Linked DNA regions of Mus musculus: regions 2, 3 and 4 are each linked to region 1. Evidence: chromatin contacts called from public Hi-C and HiChIP or PLAC-seq data. All regions are on one chromosome and are shown on one strand. Each heading gives the region's core, a stretch centred on a gene start, on an enhancer-like site or on the middle of the called end of the contact. The rest is flanking DNA. Distances are from core to core; before and after follow the strand shown.

Evidence for each region. HiChIP or PLAC-seq counts read pairs in DNA pulled down with a chosen protein or histone mark. Hi-C and Micro-C count contacts between places; a contact is called where the count stands out from the background.
Region 2: a Hi-C map of CD4 T cells shows a contact between it and region 1, with 2.6 times the contacts expected there. The contact joins two enhancer-like sites. A contact is called at or near these places in 2 of 484 Hi-C or Micro-C datasets (both in CD4 T cells) and 1 of 115 datasets of contacts at active chromatin or transcription factors (thymic regulatory T cells).
Region 3: an H3K27ac HiChIP or PLAC-seq map of regulatory T cell precursor shows a contact between it and region 1, with 4 times the contacts expected there. The contact joins two enhancer-like sites. A contact is called at or near these places in 2 of 484 Hi-C or Micro-C datasets (both in CD4 T cells) and 3 of 115 datasets of contacts at active chromatin or transcription factors (CD8 T cells, regulatory T cells and regulatory T cell precursor).
Region 4: a contact with region 1 is called in a CTCF HiChIP or PLAC-seq map of CD8 T cells, with 5 read pairs. The contact joins two enhancer-like sites. A contact is called at or near these places in 1 of 15 datasets of contacts at CTCF or cohesin (CD8 T cells) and 1 of 484 Hi-C or Micro-C datasets (embryonic fibroblasts).

What each region holds. Positions count from the first base shown.
Region 1 is chr16:52,004,445-52,009,120 of GRCm38.p6, forward strand. No RefSeq gene overlaps it. Among named protein-coding and RNA genes, the nearest start is that of Gm29686, 19 kb to the left of the region's middle. Within about 2 kb of position 2,742, at least 31 of the 459 cell types and tissues checked have an H3K27ac peak or open chromatin away from gene starts, as enhancers often do. A contact at or near this core is called in CD8 T cells, regulatory T cells, regulatory T cell precursor and 1 more, where this site is marked.
Region 2 is chr16:51,673,079-51,677,754 of GRCm38.p6, forward strand. No RefSeq gene overlaps it. Among named protein-coding and RNA genes, the nearest start is that of Gm29686, 310 kb to the right of the region's middle. Within about 2 kb of position 2,198, at least 36 of the 459 cell types and tissues checked have an H3K27ac peak or open chromatin away from gene starts, as enhancers often do. A contact at or near this core is called in thymic regulatory T cells, where this site is marked.
Region 3 is chr16:51,702,751-51,707,426 of GRCm38.p6, forward strand. No RefSeq gene overlaps it. Among named protein-coding and RNA genes, the nearest start is that of Gm29686, 280 kb to the right of the region's middle. Within about 2 kb of position 2,516, at least 27 of the 459 cell types and tissues checked have an H3K27ac peak or open chromatin away from gene starts, as enhancers often do. A contact at or near this core is called in CD8 T cells, regulatory T cells and regulatory T cell precursor, where this site is marked.
Region 4 is chr16:51,745,258-51,749,933 of GRCm38.p6, forward strand. No RefSeq gene overlaps it. Among named protein-coding and RNA genes, the nearest start is that of Gm29686, 240 kb to the right of the region's middle. Within about 2 kb of position 2,029, at least 4 of the 459 cell types and tissues checked have an H3K27ac peak or open chromatin away from gene starts, as enhancers often do. A contact at or near this core is called in CD8 T cells, where this site is marked.

The DNA.
Region 1 (4,676 bases), core at 1,492-3,991:
CCAGTTCCTATATAAAAGCCAGGCACGACAGCAAGCAACTGTACTTTAGTGCAGTGGAGGCTGAGACAGGACCCTTGCCATTTGTTGGCCTTTCAGTCTAGCACATCAGTGAGCCCCAGTCTAACCAAAGCAGTCTGAAAGATATAGAAAGGGCTAGTACGATGGCTCTGCAAATAAGGTACTTACCACCAAGTCTGATGACTTGATTTCTATTCCCAGAACAACACAGCCAATGTTGCCTTTCAGGTTTCAAATGCATGCGTGAGCGCGAGCACACTCACATAACCCTGAACCAAACACATGCACAGACAGACAGACAGCAGACACACACACACACACACACACACACACACACACACACACACACACACACACGGCATTCATGTGGACTCACTGTGTGAGTCCCTTCTACATCATGATTTGGGGACTTACGCTTCTTTCACTTTGTCTTATCATCTGTCTTGGAGCGCTTCTCATGGACTTAGCAAATTAGAAGTAAAGAGCACAGGAAGACTGGTTGCTCTAGTTTATGAAATATTGATTAATATTGATTGCTCTAGTTTATGAAAGATTTTTTCCAATTATTTGAAAAGTCAATGCACTCGTTTTGCCTGCACACAGTTAGGGTCATTTTCACATTCTATCTGTTCTCAAGTTAACAAAACTCAAGAGTTTCATTTTTTTTATCAATTTGATAATTTACTAGCCTATTTGGGGAAATTAAAAACATGATGAGGGTAATTATAAACTTTTAATTATGCTAAATTATGATTTATAACAAACCCACTAGGAGACACCTTGGAGAACACATGCTACAAACAGCAAATCCACCTTCTATTTCTATGCATTTCAGTTTTTCTATTGCTCTCCATTTTCATCGTTTATTGTATAACTGATATTGAGTCAAGCAATTAAACACTATTTAAAAGTTTTTGAAATTTAGAAAATTATTATATCAGCTAGGTTTACGTTTAGCAGAGAGCAGAACCCACAGTGACTTCATCAGATGGATTGCTCAGGTTTGTCATTAGAACATGTGGCCACCAGCATAACAGTCCAGACAGATGCAGTACCTTCCTGGTTTTAGACATTCCAAGGCTCATATCTTCCTCATAATAATATAGTATTTTGTCATTATAGGTATAATATTGATGTCATAATCCTAGCTATTGGATCTGTGCTCCAGGCAGAATTTAGAAGGAAATGAAAACAGCAGTAGCATTTTAGTATTTTTCTTAACCTCTTTGGCTAGGAAACACTGCTTCCTTAAATCTACCTCCTAGATCTCACTACCCACCATTAGCTGGCCGTGAACTGAATACATTATCAACCTCAAGTAAAAGTTAGACTTTGGTTGGGACTGCAACCCAGTTATCAAAAGCACTTGCTTAGCAGTCCAGGAACTCTGGGTTCAGTCTCAAGCACTGTATAAGTAGGTGTGGTATGGTTCTACAGGTTTGTGATCCCAGGATAGGAGAGGGGAAAGCAGGAATATCCGAAGCTTGAGGGCATCAGCTACATAGAGACTCTCTCAGGGCAGCCTGGGTTATGTGAGAAAGTATTTTTTAAAAGACCCAAAAACCAGAAGTCAATGTTGTATTATACTTCCTAAGAAAGTACTGAAGTTTGATAATTTCTTACTAAAATTTACTGTTTTCTACATTTTCAATTTATTTATTTTCATTAAATTAAACTTATTTCTAATGTTATGCATATAATGTTTTTAAGTTGTGTGTGTACATCATGTGTGTGTGTGCATGTGTGCGCGCGTGCATGTATACATATATGTACTGTACACATGGTAGGTAAGCACTCACCGAATGAGAAACATCCCAGACCTTAAAGTTTACTTATATAGTTAAGACAAAAGCATACATCAAAAACTTCCTAGGTAACAATAGTCTATTCTCAAGATCTTTCAGATTTTTGTCAGTTATACTGTGACATTGTCTTTCAGTAGAATGCTTATTGAGACAAATAATTCTTATTGTTAATTTTCTTAAGTTTCTTGAAAGTTAAAGTGATTGATAATGAAAACTTAACTCGATAGTGAAATAGGTTGCTGTCAATGTTGGCTAGATTATATTGAGTTTAGTAGTAGTTTTGAATTTTACCATAATGCTCTGTTGTGCCACACATCTTAGGCTCTGTGTTTTGTAGAACTTACAACATTTAAATTGCTGAAATGTATTATATCTCCAGATCCTCATAGCATAATAAACAACAGAGAAAAGACCCACATTAGTGCTTTACAATTCCACATATTTAAAATAATTTTTTTCAATTGAGGTATTTGTGTGTATGTCTATGGGTCTGTACATGTGAGCAAATGTATCAATGGAGATCCAAAGAGATTGCCAGGTATCCTGGAGCTGAACTTAGAGGTAACTAGTATGTAGATGCTAGGAACTGAACTCAGGTCCTCTGGAAGAGCAACAAGAGTTCTTAAATGCACCGACATCTCTCCAACCCCAAACTCTATTTTTTAAACTGTGTATATATTGTATCTGTTTTTAAATGTTTTATTCCAAAAATATACGACAATCAACCTTGTATTTCCCAGAGCCACCATGAGTGCACTTTTGAAAGAAAAATGTTATAGATCCTACATCAGAAATCTGGAAGGCACTACCGCTTGAAAATGTTGATTAAATACTGAAAGCTGTGAGGATGAGGCTGTTTCCAGGCAGTCTGTCAGATCAGAGAACACAAAAGAAGGCCTTGTTGTGGTTGGCAGCAAGCTACTCCCAGCAAGCAGAGTCTAATAACTTCGTAAATGTGGCCCTGAACCACATCTGTAAGAACTAGAGACATCTGCATAACAGAAACTCTTCATCTGGTGTGAGACTATGGTAGCAGGGACACACAGCTCTCCCTCACCAGGTCTTCCTGGGGGAACTCCAGACTCTGGAGGTTGAATAAGCCAGGAAGAGAAGAAGGGAGTCTCAAGATGACTTCGGTCAACCCCAGAAACAAAAGAGAAAGAGCAGTAGAGTCATTTGCCCATTCTCAGAAATCCAAATGCCGTCCTTCCGCGCTCCCAAGAGGAGCGTCAGACTTAGATGAAATCTGGAAGTAGCCACGAGTACTAAAGTTTGGCTTAGGGAGTATAGGAAGGTCAGAAAAGATTATTTCATGGTCTCCACCTTATTAAGCTGCCAGTGCTTATATTGGGGCACTGGTTTATAAAAGACCTTGGCTGAAGACCTTTAACCTGTGGCGGAACTTCATTTTGCAAGACCTTGGGTTATTCTTACCGTATTACTGAGAGGTCCATGTCTTAGACTGTTTGTCCAGACCAGGAAGTATGATGTTAATCTCAGCCTCTTTTGACTTCACTTCATCTTTAACTCAAGTCCTCAGTTAGGATTTATGAATCTGTCCCTAACACATGCTCAGTGAAAATACTCAATGCATTCCCACACATTTTTGACATTGAAACCTGACTTCACATTTTTAGGATGTAGAAACATCGAGGAAGAGAAGGTCAGAGATGAAAATATTGTGGCATATGATTTAAAGTGTTTACATTTTAAAATCAATTTAAAAGGAAATTCAAGAAATGAAGCAACTAGGAAAATACCTTAAAACAATAACGTTTAAAGTTCTTCATCAGAAATGACAGGATATTATTACTTAGAAATACCACTTTATATTGAATTAAAGGATCAACTAATGAGAGATAATTTAATTTGCTTAAAGCTGAGTTTATTTAACAATTGAGTTCATTACTAAATTGTTTCATAAAGTGCTCTTTGCATGTTGCTTAAGGGGCGAGAGGAAAGAGATCATGAAGACCACCCTGGGTAGTGTGGCAGCCAGTACATAGATATACAGTTTTAATCCTACTTAATTGTAATTAAGCGAAATTTAAGAAGCATTTCCCAAGTAGCCTTAGCCATCTCTTTTGTGTTCAGCAGCCACATGTGGCTTTTAGGTGACGAACTGGGAAGCTGGGAGTAAGGAACAATTCATCTTTTCTGATAGCCAAAGCTGGAATAGCAAGAACATGAACGCCTTGAACAAACTTTGGGCAAACCTTGTGATACAACTTAAGCAATGACAGATCTTGCAAGTTAATTGACTTATCTGAGACACACTTGCAGTTTTATGAAAAAGGTCACATTTTCTACCACATGTCAGTAATTTCAGGAGTGAGTGTTGTGATAGTCTCAGGTCAGGAAAGCCCAATTTAGGAAGGTCATGTTATGGGAGAGGTGGAAGCCTGGGCTCTGCAGTCAGAAAGTCTGGGCTTCAATCCAAGTTCTGCTAATTACTGCCTTCATGACTTGGGCGGACTGCTAAACTTTTCTAAGCGTCAGCTCCACTTATCTTGGATAACCATAGGGGTGTTACAAAAATAAGAGAAGTACCTTTAATAGTTCATGATACCCATCAAGTAATAAATAAAAGCTAGGAAATTTCCACATGGAGTTAACCATCATATCAAAGGTAAATATGTGTACTAAATATAGCTTCTGAGAGTTCCACAAACTAAAGGTCAGAAATCACAAAATGCCACTAAATGAAGAAGCAATGGTAATAGGAATAGTTAGCATTACTGTTGGGGCGAGGGGAGGAAATGTGCCAATAATGCAATCGATTTGTTACTAAAATCAGATTTCAGTTTTACTGACCATCCATGTTTTGAATAATGCTACTTTGGTGCACTTACC
Region 2 (4,676 bases), core at 948-3,447, 330 kb before region 1:
CCACAAGCAGAGAAATATGAATGATTTCCTATGGGGATTATATTCACAAGGCTTAAATATTATTACAAATAAAAATGTACAGAAAAAAAGGATTAACTACATTCACTCAGAATATTTTTTAAGCAAAAGCTAAAATGGAAAAGTAAGGGAGAGGGTCAACTATTCTCGTCTTTGCAAAACAATGATCCTCAAGTCTATTTCTTTGTCCAACAAATTTCCTCAAATATCAAACTTTTTTTTTTTTTTTTCTGGTTGGTTCATTTGCTTGGGCACTCCTCAGCAGCTGTCAAATGACTGCTGGCTTTGCCACAGTGCTTTGCCGAATGCAGGCCCAAATATTGTCCTGGCTCACACACTTGATGTCTCATCAGTAGGAGGCTGCTTAGGACTTTAGAGTAAATGTTTATGGCAGTTTGGCAGGACATAATGTTGTCTGTTAAATCTGACCGTCAAAAGAGAAAATTGGGACTTACGTTTTGATTTACAATTGTATTGTTTTCCAATAACCCATTTTAAAAACTTTATAAATTTATAAATAATTTTATTTTATGTGTATGTGAGTGTGCATATATAAATATTTGTGTGTGTGTGTTTGTGTGTGTATGAGAGAGAGAGAGAGAGAGAGGGAGAGAGAGAGAGAGAGAGAGTTCTCTCCACTCTATGATCCACTCTATGATCTGCGGATTGAATTCAAGTCATCAGGCCTGTGTCACTAGTACCTCTACTTGCTGAGCAGTATGGTAAGGCCTTTTTTCAATTGTGTGTTTAAAATATCAATTGATGACCTTAAATACACTGGAGGCTCTGCCAGATGCTGACCAATACAGATGTGGAAGCTCACAGACAAACATCAGACTAAGCACAGGGACCCCAATGGAGGGATTAGGGAAAGGACTGAAGGAGTTGAAGAGGCCTTATCTGGCAACAATGGGAGGGGAGGCCCTGGTTCTGTGAAGGCTCGACGCCCTAATGTAGAGAAATGCTAGGGCAGTGAGGCAGGAGTGGGTAGGTGAGTTGGGGAGCACCCTCAGAGAAGCAGGGTAAAGGGGGATGGAATAGGAGGGTTGCAGATGGAAACCCGGAGAGGGGATAACATTTGAAATGTAAATAAATAAAATATCCAATTAAAAAAAAAAAAAACGCTGAAGCTTTCTTCATGTTGCTATCTTCAGAATGACTATAGATGTTTGTTCTTTACATAGCATGTCTGTAAAGTAGGGACTGTTTCTTTCAGATGCCACAAACTTTTCTTTTCACTGATCTAATAATACTGGGCAGAAATCCATGAGATTACTTTTATACTGAGTTCATAGGACTGACATTGAGGTTTTATATTAGCCTAGGTAGCTGTCATTTCTGGCTCACTGACAAGCAGGTTTCCTTAGTATTAATGTGAGTTGCACTGAATTAGAGTTATCAGTCTGATATATACTAATCTAGAAATATTTATTAAACATCTATTCAATATTTCGTAATAGCTCAGTCCTCAGCAAGCTTGAAAACCTCACATAAGACAAAGGTAAATCCATTGAGAACAGTTCGTTGAGAGTTTTGGGGGCTGGTATCCCTCAGATGTGATGGAATTCATCTTCATCTGCATGTCCAGGTCATAGCACTGACCATGAACTTCATGCAGACAGGAGCTGATTGATTCAGTGTCCTGTCCAGTGACAGGACATCACAGGACCTACATCGCAAGTGTCAGTTCTTCTTTTGTTTTGTTTTTTTAAAAAATAATCTTGATGGAAGCACTTTTTGAAAATCAAATCAGTCGGGTTGTATGTATTTTAAAAATGGTAAACCTCTCTATGAAAAATTGTGTATTTATGCAAATGTGCTATGAGAATCCTCGTAGTGGAGCAACTCTGAGTCTAGAAACAAGGATCATAGATGATATTTGGTTTCCTCTGAACGTCTGATCTCTAAGACTACATTTACAACTCCCTCTGTGACTTAAGGATGACATCCACCAGTGCCAATTTCAATATTCCCCATCTTTGTAGCAAAGCATTTGATTGTGGCATACAATATGGTAGGTTAATGATTCCTAGACCTTCCTGCATAGAAAAGAGTAATGCTTTAAGAAAAAAATAGAAACAAAGCAGAAAACTGATGTGATCGATAACACAACTACCCCCAATCACCCAGTTTCCTTCCAGTTAACCAAAGTGGAAACTATGAAATACAACCTCAGAAGCAATAGCAACAGCACTTCCTGCCTCTTAGCCTTTCCCAGCCTCAGTCTGTACGTCAGCAAAGTTCTAAGTCTTTCAAAGCTTTCATCTTTTCCTTGCTTTCTAACCTGAGTTTGATCATTTTCTCTGTTATGAAAGATTACATGCTACAGTCATTTCCTTTGGCCATCAATGGGAGGAGAAGCCCTTGGTCTTGCGAAGATTATATGCCCCAGTACAGGGGAATGCCAGGGCCAGGATGCGGGAGTGGGTACGTTGGGGACTTTGGTCAGGGGGAGGGTATAGGAGACGTTCAGAGAGGAAACTAGGAAAGGGGGATAACATTTTAAATGTAAATGAAGAAAATATCGAATAAAAAATAAGAAAGAAAGACAGAAAGAAAAGAAAGAAGGAAGGAAGGAAGGAAGGGAGGGAGGGAGGGAGGGAGGGAGGGAGGGAGGGAGGGAGGGAGGGAGGGAAGAGGAGAAAGAAAGAAAGAAAGAAAGAAAGAAAGAAAGAAAGAAAGAAAGAAAGAAAGAAAGAAAGAGAGAGAGAGAGAGAAAGAAGGAAAGAAAGGGGATGCTGTAAGCAAAGAAAAATTTCCAACATTCTCAATAGATTTAAGAGTTTGAATAAGGAAAAAAGCCAAGAGATCTATTTTATTTGCATTTCTCCTTTATTCTCACTTTCTTTCTATCTTGAGGTATCTCTCTCTCTCTCTTTTTTTTTAACCTAAGTTGATTTCTAACAGGTAAACTTCAGCAGACCTTGACTTCAAGTACGAGAGACTCCTTTCAAAGATACTGTAAGTTTCCTTCACAAATACATGTTTGTAATTGGATCTGTGTCCTTTAGTAATAGTGGATCCAGATGGCTGCTTGTAGAGGAAGCAAGAATTTCCGGCTCTGAGATGGTGCAGTAACAGCCCTCCCCCGACACTCTTAAGTGGGAGGACTGTATGCTTTGAACTTTCTGATTGATTAGGTATTAGAATACTGGTTTAAACAGGCTTCTTTGTCGGGGTATCTACAGCTGGAGCTCTTACTGGGTGCACAGACCCCCATGAGGAAGGTACCAACTGTGATTTTCTTTGGGTACCACAGTTAGCAACCAGTGATTGTTAACTGGCAATCTCTAGTGCATTCATAGCAGACTAGAAGTCATTGACATAAAGTTGAAGGCCCAAGTTTCAACCTATGAACTAATGGATGCTAGGTAAAGTTACCAAACACACAAGGAAATTCAAGATGCAAAGAAAGCTCCACAGTAAACTTTGTACTTGAACTTGCCTCCTAAAAACAACAACAAAATCAAAATATCTCTCTCTCACAACGCCTGTGATATTGGCAAATTATTTATAAAACCCATTATATAAATCATAAGATTGATGTTTAGAATTTGAGACCCCAAGCAGCTGTCCAGTGATGTATCCATTATCTACAGGTACCATCCTCATCTTCTTCCTGAATAACAGGCTACATCAAAATAGAGTAGTAGGAGAATATAAGTCCTAATAAAAACAGTAATGAAAGAACAATAGTAAAGCTTTGTACATTCTGTTTGCACTGAGTTTGGCCACTTAAGACTTTTATTCTCTCTTGCAATTTTGTTCTAAAAGCTCCACATTTTAGTATTTGTGACCTTCTCAATTGAGCAACTGCAAAAGCAGCTTCCTAGAATAGTGTCCTGGATATTTATCTGTGAACTTGACACAGACAAACATATCTAAGAAGAGGGAATCTTAATTGAGGAAATGCCTCCATAGGATTAGCTTATACATAAGTAGGTGGGGATAGTCTCTGAATTGATGACCAGTGTGAGAGGGCCACTCACTCTAAGTGGTGTCACTACTGTGCAGAATGCCTGGCATGGTGTAAGCACACACACTGAGCAAGCCAATGTACATCACTCTTCCTTCTGCTTCAGTTTTAGCTTTGAGTTCCTGCCCTGGCCTCCATCAAGGACTGATGTGAAACTAGAAGTTGAAAGTTGCCTTTGGTCATGGTGTTTTATCACATCAATAAAACCCTGAGACAAAAAATATTTTCAGTCTTTTCTTTGGAAATGAAATACATTGAGGGAATATAGGAGTCCAACAGAGAAGTACCTGGAGGAGGAGGAGAAAGGAGTAAATTAATGGGATAATCCTATTCATTGGGAGCTAGGCACAGGAAATCCTTTTATGACAGTATGTCGAAGAACAAGGTGGTCTCACTAAGGAGAAAGGAAGCTGGAATGTGGCCCACCTCCTCTTTACATGGAATAACCAAGGAGAAACCCACATAAAACTGACACACACAGAGAGAAGCAGACATGCTGAATGGGGGAAGCCCTATAGGGATAAGAGAGTAAAAAGGGTACCAATAGCATTTCCTATAAATAATCAGAAATAGATCTGACACTAAGGGCATTCTGATGTGCAGGGTGTGTACCCATGCCAAATGTATAGCATACTAAAGGACGTTTGGACTGCTATGAGATGTAGAACAACCAAGAGACACT
Region 3 (4,676 bases), core at 1,266-3,765, 300 kb before region 1:
ACCTTGAGTTGGTTCCAGGTCTGCTGCTAATATGAATAATCTTGAACATTCCTCCATATCATATTCCCATACTGGAAAAGTGTGAACTATAGTAGCATTCTCACCATTAGTTGTGGTCTTTAAGAAAATCTAGATAGCTAGCATAGCCAACACATGTCTAGTGAGTTGTCATTGTATTTTTGAAATTATGACACTGTGGAGAATTTTGTGGATCATTCTAACCAGGATTGAAAGTTTTCTGTAAATTTAGCTTATCATTATATTCTGTATGTATTTTTAAAAGGTTTAAATAGACAATAAACCATGTTCCATGGACATTAAATAATTAAGGATGAGAAGAAATTGTGTCTTTCACTTACAAATTCTTATATTCCCTTAAGTTCCACCTGGTAAGCCAAAGCTTTTTGTGCTAAGTGTTTTAATCATCAACCCCATCTGGAATGTGAAGTACCTGTGGGCGTGATGAAAATTCTGGGTGCTACAATGTCACTAATGGCTTGGAAATGCATGAGCAGCATTTTTTCAAGGTTTGCATCAAGGTTATACTCTAATTACTTTCATGATCACTTTTTAAAATACAAAGAAGGGATCTATTCCTGAAGAGGTATAATTTTAACAGACTATACTCAGATCTCAAGCCAGAAGACATCTGAGGCTTTTCTATTTCTCACATCCAGATAGATGCTGGCTAGGTTTTGGGCAGTGAGCAGGACCATAAGATAACATGAATGAATCCTTCCAAAGCTTGAAAGCATGGATGTGAATAACAAACCTCTGGAGTAGAGGCCTTTATCCCCATGTTTCTTAAAGCTGCTTGGAACTCGGAAACTTATCCCATGGCTCAATAGAGAGAAATTCTAGTTTTTCTCTCCCCCTGGATAAGCACAAAGAAAAGCCACCCAAAGTTTCTACTGTTTCTCAAGTTTAGCATTCACAGGACTATGCTTGGTATCTTCCTTCATTCTCCTCACTGATGGGATGGTTTTGGATAGATGTGAGTCACAGAGTGAGAACTCTGAGCTTTTCCAGACAACTCCCTATCTTTCCACATTGAGTAGTTTTCCCGGAGTGTCTGTTCATGTTGTAAATATACCCACTGATCTAGTCTGCTGTTGCTACCCTTCCATCCTTCCTTGTCTGAGTACTGTTACTCTAGTTGGCTACTTCTAAATGCTCATAACAGCCCATTCATGGTGCCAATATAGTTTCCTAACATTCTTGTCCCATTCCACTTATAGATATTCACAATTGTTTTAGCAACAATGTGACCTTACCCTTTTCTTCTGAATCCTTGACCTACCTCATTGATGAAATACTGAAATTCTTTCATCTCTCACACAGCCTGTCATAACCTGTGCCACCAGGCTTACCTTACGTAGTGTGCTCTTGGCTTGCATGTTCAGCAGAACAGCACTCATGGATCCAAAGGCTGCAACCAACTTCCACCCTCTCTAGACCTGATTTATTCATTGTACAGGATCAGAAAACAACTTTTTCAGAAAGTCATTCCTCTATCACACTATCTCAGACATTCTATATCTTAGCCATCACCACACTGGATGATGATCTGATTAATAATTACACTACCAAAGCTCAGCACTCTCAAATAGTAAACAAACATGTATGTATGTATGTATGTATGTATGTGTATATATGTATGACATATATATACATATTCTGAATAAACTAATGAATTCAATGGCTTATAAAATATCAATGAATTCAAGACCAGCCTGTTCTATATTGAAAGTGTGCACCTTATATTCAAAATAAAATGCTTGATTCTTGACCCTAGGTATGGGAAATCTTCAAAATGCCTCAGAAACTCGTATAGCAGGAGTCCGTGGCACATTTTCACACTTATTTGACATTTTTCTTTTATTTATAACAAGCTACTGCTAGCATAAAAATGCCAAAACTAATGCTGGGGGCTACGGTTTTATTTCTAATTCCAGTTTTCTAAGGGTTTTGTGTGATCTTCATGTTCTCATCTATTTTCAGCCTTCACCACTTAGTATTGTCTAAAATCCCAGAGTATCACAGAAATCATAAAACTGTAAGTTTCTTCTCTCATAACGAAGGCACGTGAATATTATTTATTTCTCAACACTTGCAGATGCCACATCAATAAGAGGAAGGTAAAAAAATCAGTGCTTAATCTTTAACTGGATGTGGATTCTATGTACCTCCTATCATGTGACATGTGCACGGAACTCACAGTTAATGCTTATCCCTGCCTTGCTCGTGTTCTTTTACCTTTATCAGATCATTTTGGCTATTGAAGATCTTTGAAAAATATGATCTACGTGCCCATTGGTGTATGCTTGCTTTCAAGACAGGTCTGCTCTCACCTCTGTAGGTGTTGCTTACAGTGACCTTTCAGTTGAGAACTGGAATGACTCTTTTATTCTGATGAGTACATTTATTTATAGAAAGATGCCAAGCAAGGCCACACTTGAAAGCTGAGACGGGACCTTTAAAATGCACAGGAAAGAATAGGCATGTAACTGGTGACACTTTCAGGTTGAGGTTCTCTCACATGTGGTTTGTCTAAAAGGAAATAGTGGAGACACCTAAGCTGTAACCTAAATTCTCCACTATATATCTAAGGTTTTCTCTCAGGGACCACCTTGGTGTGGAAAACTGAATCACACCCCCATTTTATCTGAAAAATAAAAAAAATGATTAGAAACCAACAGCGCACTTCTTCCAGGCAGTTAAGGGAGGTACCCATTTGAGTGTCTAATGTGTGACAGAAAACAACTGTCCTTTCTTCTCTTTCTGTAGCATAGAAGTTTTCTTTTTAAAAGCAGGAGGGTGCTTAAAATTGCTTAAATATTCTTCAATACATTCTTTCAAAACTTGGAGAATTTGAGTGTTTGCATTTATTTAAAAGGTGAATTTGGGAGCAAGGAATTTTATCCAAATCTCTCTCTCTCTCTCTCTCTCTCTCTCTCTGTGTGTGTGTGTGTGTGTGTGTATGTGTGTGTGTTTAGTACTAAATTCAATGTTAAGATTGAAGTATCCAGTGTATTGGTTCTATTTGCAACACACACACACACACACACACACACACACACACACACACACACACACACACTAAAAAAAAAAAAAAACCACATATATCTTGCAATAGAAAAGCATTGTAAACAATTCAAAATAATGAATGACTATAAAGCCTCGGTTAGAATAAAATTAAATCACTGACATTTGGAAGAGACAGCTAGCTAAATTTTAGCCTTAGGTATCATTCAAAATTAAATTCTCTGGCATAGGTCTCTTTGCAAATAAAGATATACCCTCTGAATATAATGACTTCATTCCATTTAATTGATACTTACACAAAGAATTAGTTTCATTATTGCCACATAAAAGAGCGGTGGCATCATTTGGGAATCAACAATATGGACTTCAAACTCCTTTTTCTGATATGAAACCCTGGTCCCATCACTTGTTAATTGGGGGCCTGAATAGGTAGTACAGACTCTCTCTACTTCTCTACTTCAGTTTTCTTATTGGCAAAGTGAATATGTCATTGATCTAGAATTTTAAACAGTTTAAGTACAAAGCATGCATATTAATAATACAGTTTGGTTATTATTTTATAATAAAGTTTGGTTCTTAAATATTTACTGTATAAAAAAAATCAATGAGTTCATGTAATGCCTATACTGGTGTTCATGAGATGTACCACCTCTTGTGCAAGAGTGGCAATGAGCTGGATGCACGATGATTTCCAATTTCTCATTGCCTGACATGGGATTATACATTCACTGGATTTGATTTCCCTCAATTGGTTGCTCTAGCTTGTCCAAACTGTGCAGGGTTGTTCATTATAACCCACTGATAATGCCTTTGAAAAAGCTTCCTTACTCATGCCTGTACAATGTACTTCCTGGGATTATTCGTATCTCAGAGCTTAGTACTCCTCTAATGAAGACACAGCTATGGATATGATAGAGAAGGTACATAAGCAAGATAGGCAACCTACAGGTTTTATGTGTTGAGAGTCTAACTTATTCATGCTGAGGAAAACCCTTTATCACTTGGTTACACTTTATCTGTATGACTGCTCTCTTTCTCTCCTTCCCTCTACACACACACACACACACACACACACACACACACACACACACACTCACACTGTCTCAAACACATTTTGCTCTTTTGAAGCTGGGAAGTTAGAGCTCTCACCTCTTTACAAACCTTCCAATTAAGACTGTAGAATGAAAGGACTTGGGGGAGCAAGTCAAGTCAAACCTGGTGTCTTGTCTCTTCTGCCTATTCCCAAGCAGACAGACCAGAAGCATCCCTTTGCACACTTTGCCTCTGGATATACAGAAAGCAGGTTAAGAACTGGAACCAGATCCTGTCTTTTTGTGGATGGAATGGTTTCCTAGAGCTCCTACTACACATTTGAAGTTGAGCTCAATTCAAAATGGAGAGTTATACAAGTTATTTTCCTTCCCCAACAAAGGCAACTGCAGCAACAGTAGCTTTGCTGTTTCTGTTATTGTTACAAGGGAGGGGGCAGTTACATTTGATTAATGCAGGAGAATGGAGAGTAGAACTTTGGGTATTTAAGCTCCTTCTCTAAAAATAACAAAAATTGATTCGTCTCATCATTATTGCTAAAGCGCTAAGTCTTGAGATTATAAATTATTCCAATCTCAACA
Region 4 (4,676 bases), core at 779-3,278, 260 kb before region 1:
GATTCTGATCATTGGTTGGGTACAAATACCTGCACCTGACTCTTTCAGAAGCTTGTTGAGTCTTTTGGAGGGCAGTCATGATAGGTCCCTTTTTGTGAGAGTTCCACAGTCTCAGTAATAGTGTCAGACCTTGGGACTTCCCCTTGAGCTGGATCCCACTTTGGGCCTGTCACTGGACATTCTTTTCCTCAGGCTCCTCTCCTTTTCCACCTCTACAGTTCTTTCAGAAAATTGGAAATAGATCTACTTGTAGACCCAGAAATACCACTCTTGGAAATACACCCAAAAGATGTCCCACCATGCCACAGGGACACATAGTCCACTATGTTCACAGTGGTCTTGTTTGTGATAGGCAGAAGCTGGAAACAACCTAGATGTCCCATGACAGAAGAATGGATACAGAAAATTTGGTTCATTTACACAATGGGAATACTACTCAGCTATTAAGAATGAGGGCATCCTGAATTTTGCAGGCAAATGGATGGAACTAGAAAATATCATCCTGAGTGAGGTAACTGAGACCCAAAAGGACATGTATTATATGTACTCACTAATAAGTGGATATTAGCCAAAAAAAAAAAGTACAGCATACCCAGGGCAGCCTTTTAAAACATAGTTTAATTCTCTGATTTCATTTATGATTTGTATCCAAATGATGTCATTTGACTTTTATGACTGTAACTATAAATTATTCTTATGATCTTGTAAGGTAAATTATAGATAGATAGATAGATAGATAGATAGATAGATAGATAGAATGATATAACCATAAATATATGTGTATACATGTGTGCATTTGAATATACATATAAAATAGAAATTCAAGATTGAATATTTTCATGTTTATCTATAAATTAGTAAGTCTATGATGTTTATGAATTATTATTTATAAATACTCAGTTTAAGAAAATAGCACTTAGGTCTAATATGTCCTATGCTTTTTTCCTTTTCTAAATAATAACTAGATGCATCAATAATCAACCAAGATTAATGGCCCACAATCTATACCTATGCAATTCTAACATCAAGTGCCTCTGCTCTACCCTCAACTACATCTTCATTATTAATTGAACAACGGGAAAAATACTTAAATAAATTAGCACTTATGAAGGACCTACTAAGTGCTAGTCAAAATCCAGTTATAATGAAGCCCTTTGGTTTTTTGCACATGACAAAATATTTGTTCTTTAGTAAAGCAGTCATCACATCAAAAAGTGATCCTAGCATTTTACAATACTATAAATTGGTGATGATCTCCCATAAATGTGATAAATTTATCTTGAAGCTTTTAGTTGGTCTCCAGTAAAATAATATTTGCTTATCATTAGTGGTCCCAAGAGGATTGTTCAAGATGCAATTTCTCCACTGTGTCTATTCTGTTCCAAATTTGTTGTTACATCTGATAGCCTCCAAAATAGAACCATCTTACTGGCAGAAGATACTCACCACGTCTTGCCAGTAATTATGAGACACTCTGCACATATGATTTCTCCAAAGCAATATTCCTTTGGGTGGTGTCATTCAAAGATCTTCAAAATGTGTAGTTTCATATTTTCTAGATTACTCCAAAACTATCAAGCAGAATTTTAGTACATGGAATTGATGTACTGTATACTCCTTATCTACGGGCAATATGTTGCAAGATTCCAGTATTATCCAAAACTGTAAATATTACCAGATACTACTACTCATAATGTCTTTTTCTGTAACCTAATATCTATAATAAGGATTAGTATTTAGATGTAGTAAGTGAGTAATAGTAATTAATAAAAGTGACATTGAATAGTTACAACAGTAATCTCTGTTAACAGATATGTGATATTCTCTCTCTCTCTCTCTCTCTCTCTCTCTCTCTCTCTCTCTCTCTCTCTTTCTCTCTCTCTTCAGTAGTGCTACAACATACAGGTGGGCTATACCAAGTACATCATAGTCATTTGAACCTGAGCCTTGTGAAACCACAGTGGTCAACCTGCCACCCAAGACAGCTACTTAGTGACTAACAGGGAAGATGTTTGTAAAGTGTGAATTTGAACAAAGACCTGGTGCAGGCCCTTGGCTAGTGGAGCAAAATGGTATAAGATTTCATCATGCTAGTTAGAACCACACAGAATTCAAAACTCACAAAATATATCTAGAACTTGACATTTATCACTTTTAAACCATGGTTGACCTCAGAAAACCAAAATTGTGGAGGAAACCATGAATAAGTGATGAATAAACAGACTTATGATGACAGACTCAGAATAGGAAGATGAAAAAAAAATAGAAGAGAATACAGAAGAAAAAGGAGATTCCTGCCCAGGAGTCTGGTTGAAGTCTGTCACAAGCTAGGAATAAAACTTCCAGCACAATTAACAAACACTGCTGTGATTTTGTCTATGGGAAATATAGTATCTCATTTATAGAAAGATAGTTCTAGTGGGAATATTAAAATATTAATTAACCATGCTTTTGGCCAGAGAGTATATTATCAAGTATAGACTTTCCTCTTTCACAAACCATAAGCCTACAATTTTGTTACAACCTCACAAGCAACATAAACTCCATTTACATTAGAAGGCATGTGTTAGCCCCCCCTCCATGTTTGTGAACCCTCCTTTAACAAATGCTCCCCAGAAATCACCCAATAACTTATTTACAAAACAAAGAACAGCAACAAAAATTAGTTCTTTCAGAAATCCTTTAAACAATGTGACTTCAGAAGCCACCCAAAACACCAACATTATGTATATGGCTCTTAAAACATTTATGTATGACTCTTAGGTGTGTATTTTCTTAAGTATGTATTAATCCATATGCTTAAATCTATATTAAACTTTCTTCCTAATAAATTTCAACTCTGCTTCCTATTGACTTATCCTGAAATTCTTTTTTTTTTAACCTCAGTCAAGAATCTCACTCCCCCTGAGTAGAAGTCTCTAAAATGAAGTTTACAGGTAGCATGAGGATATAACAATGTCTTCTGCTCCCCCAGCTGCTGATGTTATACTGTGAATACATACCATGTGATCTTGATCTCTCAAGGTCACAGAATGTACTTACACAGTAAGCAGGATGGAATTTCTAATGGTTTTGTTTGTTTGTTTTAATTTCCACTTTGACACCTTGCATATGAGAAAGATCTCACACAAACATAGTTAGAAGTGTTCTATAGTTTGTTGAACTATTTCAAGCATTGACACAGTTCTAGAGAAACTCACCAGGGTTATTGCTTTTTGCCTTTTCACATTGATACTTCCTAGTAGTAATTCTCACAACTGCTTCTTACCATTATAGGTAGAACAATAATATGAACTAATCAGTAGCCCCCCCCCCTCCAGAGCTCGTGTCTCTAGCTGCATATGTATCAGAAGATGGCCTAGTCGTCCATCATTGGAAAGAGAGGCCCATTGGTCTTGCAAACTTTATATACCTTAGTACAGGGGAACGCCAGGGCCAAGAAATGGGAGTGGGTGGGTAGAGGGGGGGGAGATATAGGGGACTTTTGGGAAAGCATTGGAAATGTAAATGAAGAAAATACCTAATTTAAAAAAAAAGTTTTCTGTTTCAAAAAATTTTTAAATGGTTAAAGAATATTCAATATCCCTAATCATCATGGAAAAGCAAGGCTACACTGAGATTTCATTTCATCCTACTATACCACTATACCACTCTAGGACATATACCAAAAAAATGCTAGGTAGCTATGGTCAGAGATAATTATGCTTCCATGTTCATGGTGGATCCATCCACAATACTCAGGAAATGGAATCAGAGTTGAAATCCACCAATAGATGAATATAATATGGATGGATAAAAAATGTAGTATAAGTCACAATGGACTTTTGCTCAGCTGTAAAGAAAACTATAATTATGAATTTTATCAGAAAGCACTATACTGAGTGAGGTCACCTAGGCTCAAAAAGGCAAACACCATTTGTTCTTTTCCACACACAGGTATAGCTTTGAATTTTTAGATTTTCATGATTAATTTGGAATGAATGTATACAGAGGCCAGTAGCCTAGAAAAGTGCCATCAAAGGTGGGAAAGAGAAGGTGTAAAACATGACATAAAAATATGCATTCTGAAAGTAGAGGAAGGGGCTATTGGGAATGGAAACGTGTCTACAAGGATCAGAATGGAAGAAGGAGAGAGGAAATGTGGGAAAAGTTTTATGACAATTACATATGAGTGATAAATTCCTGAGAAACCTACTGCTTTTCCAGCTAGTTTTTAAAATGTAAGAGAAGTCAAGAGTTGGAACAGATGCAACCTGTATCCATGGACAACACTGTTTCCAGAAGCTATAGAATGTTAATCACTAATCTGAATACCAGATCTGGGATACTCCTTCCCTGAAACCCACAGTGGCTTCCCTAAATACAGTCTGTTAGCATTTCTCTTGCTTGCCTGAAAGGCCCTATTGCTGAGGACATTACACACTTTGATTGGGGCACAAAGCTAGCAGTGAACTGGAAGCCACCTTCCTGCTGGCTAGTCTTGGTAGTCTTCAAGGTTTTATGGAGGCTGCTGGAGGAAAAAAATCATTCATGATCTTACTCAGCAATGGACTTGATGTGCAGTAATACTGATCTTTCAGGCAAAATGTGACAACTAGCGAATCTATGCCATGATTTTTATGATGATAACTAATCACACTCTGACTCCATTTGAAGTCTGCTCCACCAAAAAGGAG